Regions from separate parts of the Mus musculus genome. Here region 1 is linked to region 2. A link is a contact called in public capture Hi-C data. All regions are on one chromosome and are shown on one strand. The core of a region is the stretch at or near the end of the contact, and the rest is flanking DNA. Distances in the headings are between cores, read along the strand shown.

Evidence for each region. Capture Hi-C pulls out chosen DNA fragments and counts their contacts.
Region 1: a contact with region 2 is called in a capture Hi-C map of macrophages, with 2.3 times the contacts expected there. The contact joins the promoter of Tma7-ps here to the promoter of Cd244a in region 2. A contact is called at or near these places in 2 of 39 promoter capture datasets (macrophages and pre-B cells), 1 of 15 datasets of contacts at CTCF or cohesin (CD8 T cells), 14 of 484 Hi-C or Micro-C datasets (B cells, the HPC-7 cell line, bone marrow-derived macrophages and 6 more), 7 of 115 datasets of contacts at active chromatin or transcription factors (CD8 T cells, the HPC-7 cell line, bone marrow-derived dendritic cells and 4 more) and 2 of 9 other capture datasets (adipose tissue and macrophages).

What each region holds. Positions count from the first base shown.
Region 1 is chr1:171,706,267-171,712,339 of GRCm38.p6, forward strand. It overlaps Tma7-ps (translational machinery associated 7 homolog (S. cerevisiae), pseudogene), which reads left to right and starts at 4,804. Exons shown (of 1, transcript NM_001372440.1): 1 at 4,804-5,263. The coding sequence starts at 4,822. The coding sequence ends at 5,016.
Region 2 is chr1:171,554,162-171,561,205 of GRCm38.p6, forward strand. It overlaps Cd244a (CD244 molecule A), which reads left to right and starts at 5,032. Exons shown (of 9, transcript NM_018729.2): 1 at 5,032-5,224. The coding sequence starts at 5,164. It overlaps Gm35200 (a long non-coding RNA gene), which reads right to left. Exons shown (of 5, transcript XR_373705.3): 3 at 2,135-4,284; 4 at 1,790-2,006; 5 at 1-421.

The DNA of each region.
Region 1 (6,073 bases), core at 3,554-6,053, 150 kb after region 2:
CTGCTTGAGTTGGTATAGTCACCATTTACCACATTTATTTTCCTGGGTTTGGGTTACCTCACTTAGGATTTTTTTTTAATTTATTTTTATTTTATTTATTTATTTTTGGTTTGTTTTTGGTTTTTGTTTTCTATTCCATCCATTTATCTGCAAATTTCATGACGCCATTCTTTTTTTAACGGAAGAGTAATACTCCATTGTGTAAATGTATCATATTTTCTTTAACCATTTTTAAGTTGAGGAGCCTCTAGGTCGCTTCCAGTTTCTGGCTGTTATGAATAGAGCAGCAAGGAACACAGTTGAGCAAGTGTCCTTGTGGTAGGAAGTAGTGAACTCTGTGAATGTGCCCAAGAATGGTATAGCTGGATCTTGAGGTGGATCAATTTCGTTGTCGTGAGGAATCACCATATTGATTTCCATAGTGGCTGTACAAATTTGCACTCAGCAGCAATGGAGGAGTGTCCCCCTTATTCCATATGCTCACCAGCATGAGCAGACTTGTACTGATCTTAGCATTCTGACAATGAAATCTCAAAGTACTTTTGATTGCCTTTGCCTGATGGCTAAGGAGGTTGAACATTTTGTCAAGTGTGTCTTAGCCATTTGAGTTTCCTATACTGGAAATTCTCCATTTTTTGCTCCAATTTGTACCCCATTTTTTTAGTGTAATTTACCTTGTGTGCCTGGCCCTTTAAAGCCAGTTGCTAGTCAACTGGCCCTTTAAGAATTCTTAGCTGTTAGAACTGCTTGACCCTATGGCTTTCAGTGTTGGTTGCCTGTTGGATTTGTAGGAACAGAATCAGATCTAAAACCAAAGCAAAAAACAGCTTAGGCTGGGGTAGATGGTGGGGCTGGCAGAGTGAGGAGATAAGGCAATTGGTGGAAAAGATATTGTTAGGCAACAGTTGAACCAGGAGAAGCTGAGCTGAGCAGATAGGCTACACTTGTTATAGTTTGGAGCTGCTAGGATTGGGAAAACTGGGAGAAGGGACGTTTTAAGTACAGTGTTGGGGAGCTGAGGGAGGAACGGTTGGGCTGGACTTGAAACTGGCAGGCTTGAAGGCTGGCAGGAAGTTAAGAGAACTGGTTACTGCTCTAAAATAGCTACCCATTTTACACATTTAAAAACTGGATTATTTGGTTTTTTGATACATAGTTTCTTGAGTCCTCTATCAGATGTGGAGTTGGTGAAATTTTTTTCCATTTTGCAGGCTGCTGCTTTGTCCAAATGACAGTGTCCTTTGCAGTACTGAAAAATTTCAGTTTCCTGAAGTCCTATTGGTTAATTGTTGATCTTAGAGCCTGTTGATCTTAGAGCCTAATCATGTTCTATTTGGAAAGTCTTTTCCTGTGTCAATGAGATCAAGGCTATTCCTCATTCCCCACTTTCTCTTCTATTAGGTTCAGTGTGGGTCTTCAGTTCGATGCCATTGAACTACATGTCTGTTTTTGTGCCAATACCATGCTATTTTTAGCTTCATAACAACTTGAAATGCGGTGATTTTATTATATTTTAGTGTGTTTCCATATGAAGCAGAAAATTGTTGTTTGAAGGTCTTTGTTTGAAGGTCTTTAAAGAACTGTGTTGGAATTCCACTGAGGATTGTGTTGAACCCATAGATTGGTTTTGGTAGGATAGCCACTTTTGCTATATTAATTCTACAGATCCATGAGCATGGGAGAGCATTCCATCTTCTGGTATATTCTTTAATTTATTTCTTCAATGACTTGAAGGATTTTTTTTTTGTCATACAAGTCTTTCAGTTGCTTGGTTAGAGTTAACACAATATTCCTTATATTATTTAATACTATTATGAAAGGTGGTGTTTTTCTGATCTTGGCCCATTTGTCATTTGTATATAGGAAGACTACCGATTTTGTGAGTTAATTTTGTATCTAGCTACTTTGCTGAAAGTACTTATTGGCTGTAAGAGTCCCCTGGTAAAATTTTTATGGTAATTTATGTATACCATTTTATCATATGCAAATAAAGATACTTTGACTTCTCTGTTTCCAGTTTGTATCCTCTTGATCTCTTTCAGCTGTCTAATGCTGTAGGCAAGACTTCAAGTACTATATTGAATAGGTATGGAGAGAGTGGACAACCTTGCCTTATTTCTGATTTTAGTGGAATTGCATTGAGTTTCTTTCCATATAAGTTGATGTTGGCTATAAGTTTGTTACAAATTGCCTTTATGAACGGGGCAGTTCTGATGCTAAGCTCTTGTTCACCAATTGGTTCGTGATTAGTAAAGAAACCCAGGGGCCAATTGCTGGATGGAAGATACAGGTTGGACTTCTGGGTCCCAGGAGGAAAAGGAAGGGAAAAGAAGGGAGTTTCTGCAATGCTTTGGAGGGAAAAGAACACAAACCATATGAAGTGTTGAAGGGTCAGGGGGAACTGGGGTCTGTGACCACAACTATAGGCAGGTGGCCAAGGATGATTGATAGGGGCTAGGTGGGACTAGCCATTGAAGTTTAGGGCAGGTGGAGAGATGGAGATAATAAATTGGTAAGGGCATACTTTTCCAGGTGGGAGATAGTAATGCCCTGCAATTTTGCCAAGAAGGCAAATTGTGAGGGAATAAACTCGTGTGTGTGTGTGTGTGTGTGTGTGTGTGTGTGTGTGTGTGTGTGTGTATCTTATCTGTGGATTCAACGAAAGCTGGGAGGGCTTCTGGTAGCTCTGTCGCCCCCCCATACATCCAAGAACTAAAGGTGGGTAGAGCAAAAGGGAAGACAGATGGGGGCCATCCCAGAGCTAAGGCGGTAGCATAAAACTACATGCAACACCTTTACTATGTTTAGGTATGTTTCTTGTATCCCTAGTTTCTCCAGGACCATTATCATGAAGGAGTATTGAATTTGTCAATTCTGCATCGAATGAGATGATCATGTGGTTGCTTTTCTTTCAGTTTGTTTATATAGGAGATTACATTTATTGGTTTTTATAGAATGAACCATCCTTGTGTCTTTAGGATGATATCTACTTGATCATGGTTGATGATCTTTTGTATGCGTTCTTGGACCCAGTTATTGAGTATTTCTGCATGTATGTTCATAAGGGAAATTCATTTGTAATTCCCTTTCTTTGTTGAGTCTTTATGTGGTTTGAGTATCAGGATAACTGTGGCCTCATAAAATTAATGTTTCTTTTGTTTCAATTTTACGAAATAATTTGAGGATTTGCCATCAGTTCTTCTTTGACAGTCTGGTAGAACTGTATGCTAAATTGTCTGGCCTTGGGCTCTTTTTGGTTGGAAGCTAAATGACTGCTATCTCACTGGGGAGTTATGGTCCTGTGTAAATTGATTGTCTGGCCTTGATTTAACTTTGGCAAGTGGTACCTTTTGAGACAATTATCCATTTCTGAGATTAGATATTTAAAATACATTTAAATTAATTAAAATATGGGGTACAGATCTAAACAGTGAATTATCAATTATCAATAGGGGAAACTCAAATGGTCGCGAAGCATGTGGAGCTGTCAGGGAAATGCAAATCAAAAATTTCTTGAAATTCCACCTTACACCTTCACAAATGGCTAAGATCAATAATATAAATGGAAGTGCAAGATTACAAGGATGTGGAATGGGGAAGCACTCATCCATTTCCGGCGGGAGTTTAATCTTGTACGGCGACTATGGAAATCAATATGGCAGTTTCTCAGAATGTTGGGAATTGATCTACCTCAAGATCAAGCTGTACCAATCTTGGGCTTATACCCAAGGTAAGCTCTATTCTACCACAGGAATGCATGCTCAACCATGCTCACTGCTGCTCTGTTTGTTATGGCCAGATACTGGAGGCAGCCTAGATGCTCATCAGCAGAAGAATGGGTAGGGAAAATGTACATTTGCACAGTCAAGTGTAAGCCAGGTGTTCAAGAGAATGACATCATGAAGTTTGCAGGCAAATGGGTAGAACTGGAGAAGGATGCTTAGGGAGGTAACTCAGACTCAGAAAGATAAATATGCTGGGTGTTTGTTTGTTTGGATATTGGCCATTATATAGGTGTTAGCCAAGCTGTAGTCTGTAGACCCAGAGGGACTGGGTGTTGAGGAGGGGTCTAGTGGAGGTCATATGTATCTCTTTGGAATGGGGAAATGTAATGGATTTTGTGGGTGAACTGGGGGCAGTGGAGACAGAAATGGAGGGGGTGTCTTCTTGGAAAGGGGACAGGATATAGAGTTGAGAGAGAGGTTGAGAGTTGAGGAGAGTTGGCTGGAATTAATGAGTATTTGAGGGATGACGTGGAAGCCTGGTGGGGGTCTTTTCGGTGGGAAATGCAAAATATCAACTGGCTAACTCTTCTCACCAAACAGGGTTTTCAGTAGTGGGCCTGGGTTAATTTCAACTGAGTGGATGGCTAAGAAGTTCCAATGGAAGTTCTCTGAACAACTCAGGCTGTTGCTAAGACACTGAATGGGTTCTCTCCACAACCTGACAGTGGGTCCCATTGTGGAAGATAACACCCACACAGCTCATTGAACATGGATAACTCGAGCTGGCATGTACATGGAACCTTTACTCCTGGGTTCTGGTGTTTTTGGTGCAGGAAAGTATTCTGAAGGCTACCAGAAAAGAAATGTAACCGTCCACTCAGTCACAACACTTTTGACCTACAATCTGTCCTACCTACAAGATATGCTGAGGCAACGGTGGCACAAAACTTGGAATATTCAACCAGTGTCTGATTTGACTTAAGGCACACCCCATGAGACAGAACCCATGCCTGATCCTGCTTGTGTGACCAAGGGCCAGAGTCTGGATGACCCAGAGACCTAGATTAAAACCAAATACTGAGGGGCTGGAGGCGCCATGTCGGGCCGGGAAGGTGGCAAAAAGAAGCCCCTGAAACAGCCCAAGAAGCAGGCCAAGGAGATGGACGAGGAAGATAAGGCTTTCAAGCAGAAACAAAAGGAGGAACAGAAGAAACTCGAGGAGCTAAAAGCCAAGGCTGCCGGGAAGGGCCCCCTGGCCACAGGTGGAATTAAGAAATCTGGCAAAAAGTAAGCTGTTCCTCACATCTGGGGTGATAGTGACCCTCCTCTTCCATTCCTATTTAAACATCTGGATTCCCTGCCATAGCATCTTTGCCACCTACAGCTAGAATGAAGTGTTATCCTGTGCCCAGTCAAACATCTGGATTCCCTGTCATAACATCTTTGCCATGTAATAGCTAGAATGAAATGTTATCCTGAAGCCTGTTGTACATTGTAATAAACTTTTGTAAAAAAAAAAATGAATAAAGTAAATAATGCAATGAAAAAAAAAAAAACCCAAATACTACTGGTTTCAAGGGGGGGAAAAAAACTAATGATAAGATGACTCCTAAGGATATTCTGCTATACTCATAGATCAGTTCCTTATTTAGTCATCCTTAGAAAAGCTTCCTCTGGAAGCAAACTAGAACAGAAATAGAGATAGCCAGAGAGGAGAGGAGAGGGGAGGCAGAGGAAAGGGAGAGGGGAGGGAGAGGAATTTTACTTGGTGTTTTTCTTTGCCACTTTCAATAGTCTTTATTTGTTCTCTTTGTATAGTGTTTTGATTATTATGTATAGAAAGGGATTTTCTTTTCTGTTCTAATCTTTTTCGTGTTCTCTACACTTCTTGTACTTTGATGTACATCTTTAGGAAAATTTCCTATGATTTTGTTGAAAATAACTTTTGGGCCTTTGAGATGGGTTTCTTTTCCTAACTCTATTCCCATTATTCTTAGATTTGATCATAGTGTCCCGGGTCTCTTGAATATTTGGTGAAGTGGAAACTTCTAGTTTCTTTGGAAATTTAGTAGGTGAAATATGTTTTGCTGGGGCACACAGGTGAAAGGATTCTTGCTAAAGCAGACAGGTACGTGAAAGGACACTTGATGAAGGAATATAAATATGACCCCACAGACAGTGGGAGACAAGCACTGAGCATTGGTTTGGTTTGCTCCACCTCACTGTTCTTTACGCTGACATTGAGAGAAGCTTATCCGAGAACTGCTCGTGAGGTTCCTGTAGCAGTCTGCTGCTTCTGCGGCCTCACCTCAGGCTGGTTGGTGCGCCTAATGGTTCCTTCAGGATTG
Region 2 (7,044 bases), core at 3,782-6,281:
GGGCCAGCAGGAGGAAGAGCCCAGTGAGAGGTTCTGAGTTTATATGGGGAAACTACACACAGAAGGAATCAAAATACATCATCAGGGACCTAGTATGGTAGCTTATGCCGATAATCCCAGCACATGGGAAGCTGAGGCAGGAGGATCACTGTGAGTTTTAGGCCTGCTGCGCTACATAATGTATTCTGGAATTTATAGAATGAAACCCTTTATCAAAGCAAAACAAAACAAAACAAAACAACCAAAACCCCACAAAACCAGCATAGAACAATACAAAACAAAACAAACAAACAACAACAATGGAAAACCAATATGTCTCATTGGACTTCTGAGCTGGGCCTGACTCCTGAGTAGTTCTCTGGCTTTCTTTCTCTGATGTGGTTGCTTATTCTCTTGGGCCTCCTGTCACTGTGATGTCATCCTGACATTCAAGCAGAACATGGACAGTAATCAGATCGATATAAATAAAGCCTAACTGGAAGTATTTAAAAACTGACCAAATATACCTGTAAAGCCAGCTGAGTCCGTTTTGAAAGGCTCATCTTTAACTGCCTGAAAAATTGTTTCTTTTGAGATGTACAGAAAAGGATTAACCTTGCCCAAAAAAAGGCTTTGGCCCTTCCCCTTGGCTCTCAAGAGTTAATTTCTAAGCCTTGGAATCTTGTTGACCAAGAATATCTTCATTTATAGGACCTTGAACTATGACAGATAGTCTGCTCCAACAGTGATTTCCTGTGGAGGACTTGGTCCCCTTAGCATCACATCAGCCTTTGAAGGGGTCAAAGAGTAAGGGCAGCTCTGCTCATGGTGACCCTATATGCATGTGACCAACTACAAAAAGTCTAGCCACAGGCTTGTGAGCTTTTCTGGTGACAATACTCCATACATATTGTCACATACAATTTCTAGAAGTAAATTTTTTCTTTTCTTTTTAATTTATTTATTCTAGTAGATTTTAAATGACCTTTTTAAAAAAATGATTTATTTATTTTATGTATATGAGTACACTGTAGCTGTCTACAGACACATCAGAAGAGGGCATTTTAGATCCCATTATAGATGGTTGTGAACCACCATGTGGTTGCTGGAAATTGAACTCAGGACCTCTGAAAGAGCAGTCAGTGCCCTTAACTACTGAGCCATCGCTCCAGTCCCTTAAACGACTTTTAAAACCAGTAACTTCAGTTATATTGTTAAATAATATTGTTACTGATAGACATTTGGTTGAATTTAACATCAGTTTGGGGACAGTTTTGTACACATGTACAATGTGCAGCAACCTTGTTTTGAAACTTAGGCTCTGTCTGCCTACCTCTCTGAGGACCAGAACTCTGTTCATTGGAATTGTTTGCACGTGGCACTATGTTCTTCTTCCCTCACTTCATATTTTTCTCTGTAGTCTTATTTGTGCTATGAATCAGCTAGAAGTAGCTTTTAATGGATTCTTTGAGGTTTTTCTACTGAATTAACAAATTTCAAGTTAGGCTTGGGGCTCCCAAGTTTGCAAAGTGTCTTGGAGGTGGGTAGTCCTGAGAGTGGGAATTCCTTAGGACCAACTGAGTCTCTGAAGTAGCCAAGGCACAAGAGGTAGGGCTTGAGGAACCTTTGATCTCTTGCTGGCGGCTCATTTTCAAAGCCCTGGATAAGGCTCTATCTCAGATTTCAGAGACCTGGGGAATCTCTGTCTGTCTATCTCTCTGTATGTATATCTATCCATCCACCCATCTATCCATCCATCCATCCATTGACCCATGCTGAAACATAGAGTTAGAGCAGCCTCAGAGCTTACATGAATTTTGTCCGGTCTTGGATCCTTATCATAAAGTGGCTAGATCTTAGAAACTTCCCATCCTAGAACTTGGCAGAGCAGGTATAACTGTCACCAGGGAAGAGACTAGGATGGAGTCGCTCACCACTGTGTCTCCGTGGGAATGAGAATGCCTTCTTTAGGGAACTCATTCATCTCTTCTGCACCAAGCAATGTTGAACCACCTGGAAAAAGCAGGCTCCAAAACGTTTAGCTAAGGAGAACATTTATGTTGAAGACTCAGGGCTGGACAGGGCAGTGTATAGAAAGAAATAGCAATTCTATGTATGTGATAGGACTTGTCAGGACCATAGGATAGAAGGATACATATGGCGCTTCCTCCAGATCAGTTTCCAGGAGGTGGTGGGTCATCTATGTTTGGAAGGAAGGATGGAGCTGGTCTTGGGATCAGGATTAGTGAAGCAAATTTTCCTTTCTGGAGACAATGTCTTGCTTATATTGCTGTGCCAGCCTGTTACTCAATGTGTATTACAAGCTGGACTCTGGCTGAAGGCAATGTTCTGCCTCCTCCTCCAGTGAAAGGCAGCTTTTCCATTCACTGTTATTCATTATTGCTTCCAAAAGCTGGACCTTGTCTTCCGTCTGTCATGTGAGGAAATTAGTCCATTATATTACATCATCGACACTACCTCTCAAAGTCAAGGACACTGGTAGGCAACTGTGAGGGAGCTCCAGGGGTTGAGGGCTCTATCTTAGGATGAGACATGGGAAAAACTATGCAGGCTGAGGATAAAAAGTAGAACCTCACAGAAGTCTGCTTGGGTTGTTCAAACACTATACACGAACTTATACCTCATAGCTTATACCTTTGTCTTTCATGGGTCTGAAAGCTAGACACGCCAAGATCGGGATGCCCTCATAGTCAGGTTCTGGGAAGGCTTTTTTTTTTTTTCTTCCACCCATGGGAGAAGGAATGAGCACTGACAGGATTTTTGGAGTCTGCTGGGTCTCCTGATCCTGCTTAGAAAATAAAAACATTAATTCAATTCAGGAGAGCTCTGATCACTTCCACAAACTCTCCACTTTTTCTTCTTCTTTTTAAGATTTAATTATCATTATATGTAGGTACATTGTAGCTGACTTCAGACGCACCAGAAGAGGGTGACAGATCTAATTATAGGTGGTTGTGAGCCACCATGTGGTTGCTGGGATTTGAACTCAGGACCTTTGGAAGAGCAGTCAATGCTCTTACCCACTGAGCCATCTTTCCAGCCCAACATTCTACTTTCTAATACTACCATACAGTTGGTTACATTTTAAGATATGAACTAGAAGGGTGGGCACAAACATTCAGATTCATTTATTTATTGATCTTTTATGTCAATAATAAATAATAAACAAACAAACAAATCAGAATGTTTGATCCTAGCTCTCAGAAGGCATAGATAGACAGATCTCTGAGTTCAAGGCCAGCCTAGTCCACAGAGATAATTCAAGGACAGGCAGAGTTATAAAGTAACCCTGTCTTAAAAACAAAAACAATAACAAATAAAAAATAAAACCAAAAATCTCTTTGGGCTGGAGAGATTGTTCAGCAATTTAGAGTACTGACTACTGTTCCAGAGAACCCTGGTTCAACTCCCAGCACCCAAGGGCAGCTGGTCTGTAATTTTCAGTGCCAGGAGATCTGATGCCTTCACACAGACATAAATGTAGGCAGAACACCAATGCAATGAAATAAAAATAAACAAAAAGATTACCATACAAAGTAAGGGGTTTTATTATAGCACTTTCTTTTTTCTTTTTTTTAAATTTATTTATTTATTTTATGTATATGAGTACTCTATTGCTCTCTTCAGACACAGCAGAAGAGGGTAATCAGATACAATAACAGATGGTTGTGAGCCACTATGTGGTTGCTGGGAACTGAACTCAGGAACTTCAGAAGAGCAGTCAGTGCTCTTAAGCCATCTCTCCAGCACTTATTATGGCATTTTCACACCAGTATATTCCAGAGCTTTCTATTCAAGCTCTCAAGGATAGCTATTAATTTGGTGCTGAAAACTATCTTGAAGGGAAGCCAAGTTTCCATTTCCATGTATTGCTTACCTTCAGGGGGAAGATCATAGATTTGTGTTTGTGTGTGTGTGTGTGTGTGTGTGTGTGTGTGTGTGTGTGTGTGTGTGTGTGTGTTCACTTGGGCATGTGTGGAAGTCAGGGGTGGAGTCCATCCTCCCTCTTCATCAGGAGGATTCTGGCGATTATGCTCCGGCTGGCAGGCCTGATGATGAGCACCTTAACCCACTGAGCCATCTCGCTTACCCAACTGCTGTTGACTGTGAGGACTCAGAAAGCAATTTGGTCAGCACTACACAGGTTGCAAGTTGATGAGCTGGAGTTCAAGTCCAGGTCTTTGACTCCAAATTGACTGTCTGTCTGGTCCAGAGCATCCGTTGCTTGCCACCACTGGCAGCCACCTGTCCTATAAAGGCCGCTCTTGCTCAGTGTTGGTCGGGCTAGAAACAGATCAAAGAATGGAATGAGAGGATGGGCTTGGGAGAACCACACGTGTTTGTTGCTAAGGGGAAAAGAAGAGGAAAAGAGCAAGAGGCCTGGCTTCTGGATATGGCCTTGAAGTAAAGGGTCCTGAGGGAGTGGGGTTCGGGGTGGGGTGGGGTGGGTACCACTGACTCCACCCCTCCTTGGAGTTCAAAGGATCTCTGCTGCCTGCTCTTCTACAGGATGAATCCAGCCACGGAAGGGGGTGAGCACCACAAAGCGTTTCACATCCTTTGGTTGTGGAGGGGTGAAAGGAGGAACACAGTTTGCATATGTTGAACATTTGAGATCAGACTTCCTGGGCTCATGAGATTTTTCCCAGCAAGTCTAAATGTTATGTCTCTTCCTTAATCACCCCATATGCTCTTCCTCTTCCACGTTAGTACCTACTTACTCAGGGTTCTTCTTCTCAGGCCACCCTACCCCTAAGTTCCTTCAGACTTCTGCTTCCACGGTGTATGCTGGTTTGGGGCAGCCTGGAATAATGACTGTTGGTTTTCTTTCCCACCCTGTGGGAGCCACTAAGAATTCAGCACCAGGCTGAGGAGGACCAAGGGCTGGGATTTTGCAACTGGTTTTTTGTGAGTCACTGTGCACTCTGAGTACCCACCCACTGGAGGCATCTTAGCTTGTGGGAACCCACGTGGAGGGACTGAGGCTTTCTCGGTAGCCTTGTCAGTGCACAGCAGAAGTGAACAGCCTTCAGTTGAGGAAATTGTGGCTGGACAGGCAGTGAGGTAGTTCTGCTGTGTCCTGCTGACAGTTAGCTGCGAGCCTATTGACATCTGAGCACCTGGAGAAGACAGGGCCCCCGTAGTCTGCTCTGTCCTGTGGTGATGTTGGGGCAAGCTGTCCTGTTCACAACCTTTCTGCTCCTCAGGGCTCATCAGGGCCAAGGTAAGGATTTTTGTGTTGGTGTGGGATGGGGCCTGGCATACACCCATGGGTGCCTGAGTGTGTGAGGGAGATCAGAAGTTAGAGCCTCTGATTATGCCATTTCGATAGTCACCTGGAACACAGAAAGCCAGAGGAGAGGTTAGAGAAGGTGGTCCAGGTCCTTAGGGCTATTGTAAAGTGGGTGGAGTTTAGTCTGTATGAAAACTGTGGAAAACTGGAGCGATGTGTGTACAAGCCTTCTCTGGAGCAATGTGTGCATTAGCTTTCCCTTTTCTCGCTCTGGGAGTGGATTCATCACCAGCCATAGCTTTTTCCTTCATTCCGACACAGTTTCACACAAACACCACCTTGTCATTGTCACCTTCCCCACAGAATTCGTGTCCATTCTGAAGAAAAGGATGGTCTGGGAGTTGTGAGGAGTCCCTGGATGCTTTGGGTCTGGGTGAGGTAAGGTAGAGAAAAGAAGGTAGGACAGGCAGGGTCTCACGAGTCAGCACAGAGACTGCTCCACTTTGGGTGGGTTGGGTTGAGCCTTGCATTTCTCAGGGACTGTTTTCTAGTTGTCACTGTGCTGGAGGGGACCCCGGGAGTCCCTCTAGCAGGCCCAACTCATTTGCATTCAGCTTCTGGTCACCTTACCTCCTCTCAAATGAGGCATGAATGGAGGAATCTCTTCCTGAGGAAGAGATTTTGGCTCAGGACTCAAAGAGACTCTGGTTCAGTAGAAGTCACCCCAGGGGCAGCCAGATGATGATGACAAACCTTTCTTACTAAAGTGTGATATCTGCATATCAGTGTACGTGTCAGTGAGTCACTTTTCTGATGACTTTGGGACAATCGTGCGTTTATGTCCACTCATTGTCTACTGTCTTTCCCATAAACATAAGCAATATTCTCACTCCAAATCTCACAGATTAGTTTTGCCTGGATGTACGTGGCATCCCATGGTATGGGTTCCTGACTTCTTTTACTTGACACTTCTATGACGTTTGTCTATGTATCTTATCTCTTTGATGGGAGTTTCCAGTCCCTGCATGCCATGCATCTGGGTGAGATAAGACAACTCCATCCCAGGCTTACACCATCCTCTGCTCACTCTCTTGAGGGTGAGCACCTGATCTTTAAAATGGTTTTACAGTAGTGCCATGAGCCTTTCTGTCACACAGCAATACACCTTCAAGGTCACATCATGGGGTCTAAGTGTCTATATTCTTAGTGGGTGTTGTCAAACTGTTTCAGGAATGTTTGAGCCATCTAGTACATGGGATTTCAAGTTGTCACAAGGCAACTGGCATTTTGTTCTGTGTGCCTGTGAACAGGAAATGAAATTGCAATGATGTAGAGCCCACAAAGCAAAAGGCCAAAGCCATGGCTTGATAACTTCTTTGACATTTTGCATGCAACCCCTATAGCAGAGCCAGTCATGAATTAATTATCATATTTACAATGACTTTTCTATATTATGAGAACTAGGCAAAATTTAGCAAGGAAACAGTTGAGCTGAGGTCAATTTTTTGTTTTTAAAGATAGAATCTCTCATATTCTAGGCTGTCGTATAAGACCGAGCTTTGGTCATGGGAGGCAAGGGCCCTACTAACTAAACTACATCCCACACCCAGATTATACCCATGAAAATCTTCCAGTCAGGAAAATAGGTGTGTACAATGCCAACTCCAAGGGAAGGCAGAAGAGGCCCTGGCACTGTCAGTCAGGGTGCATTGAAAGGGAATCTGAGAGGATTCTTCTAGGAGGGGAGACAGGGGACTGTCTTGGTGTGGTAAGAGCTCAGAAAAACGAAGAAAGTGAACCAATCCAGGCAC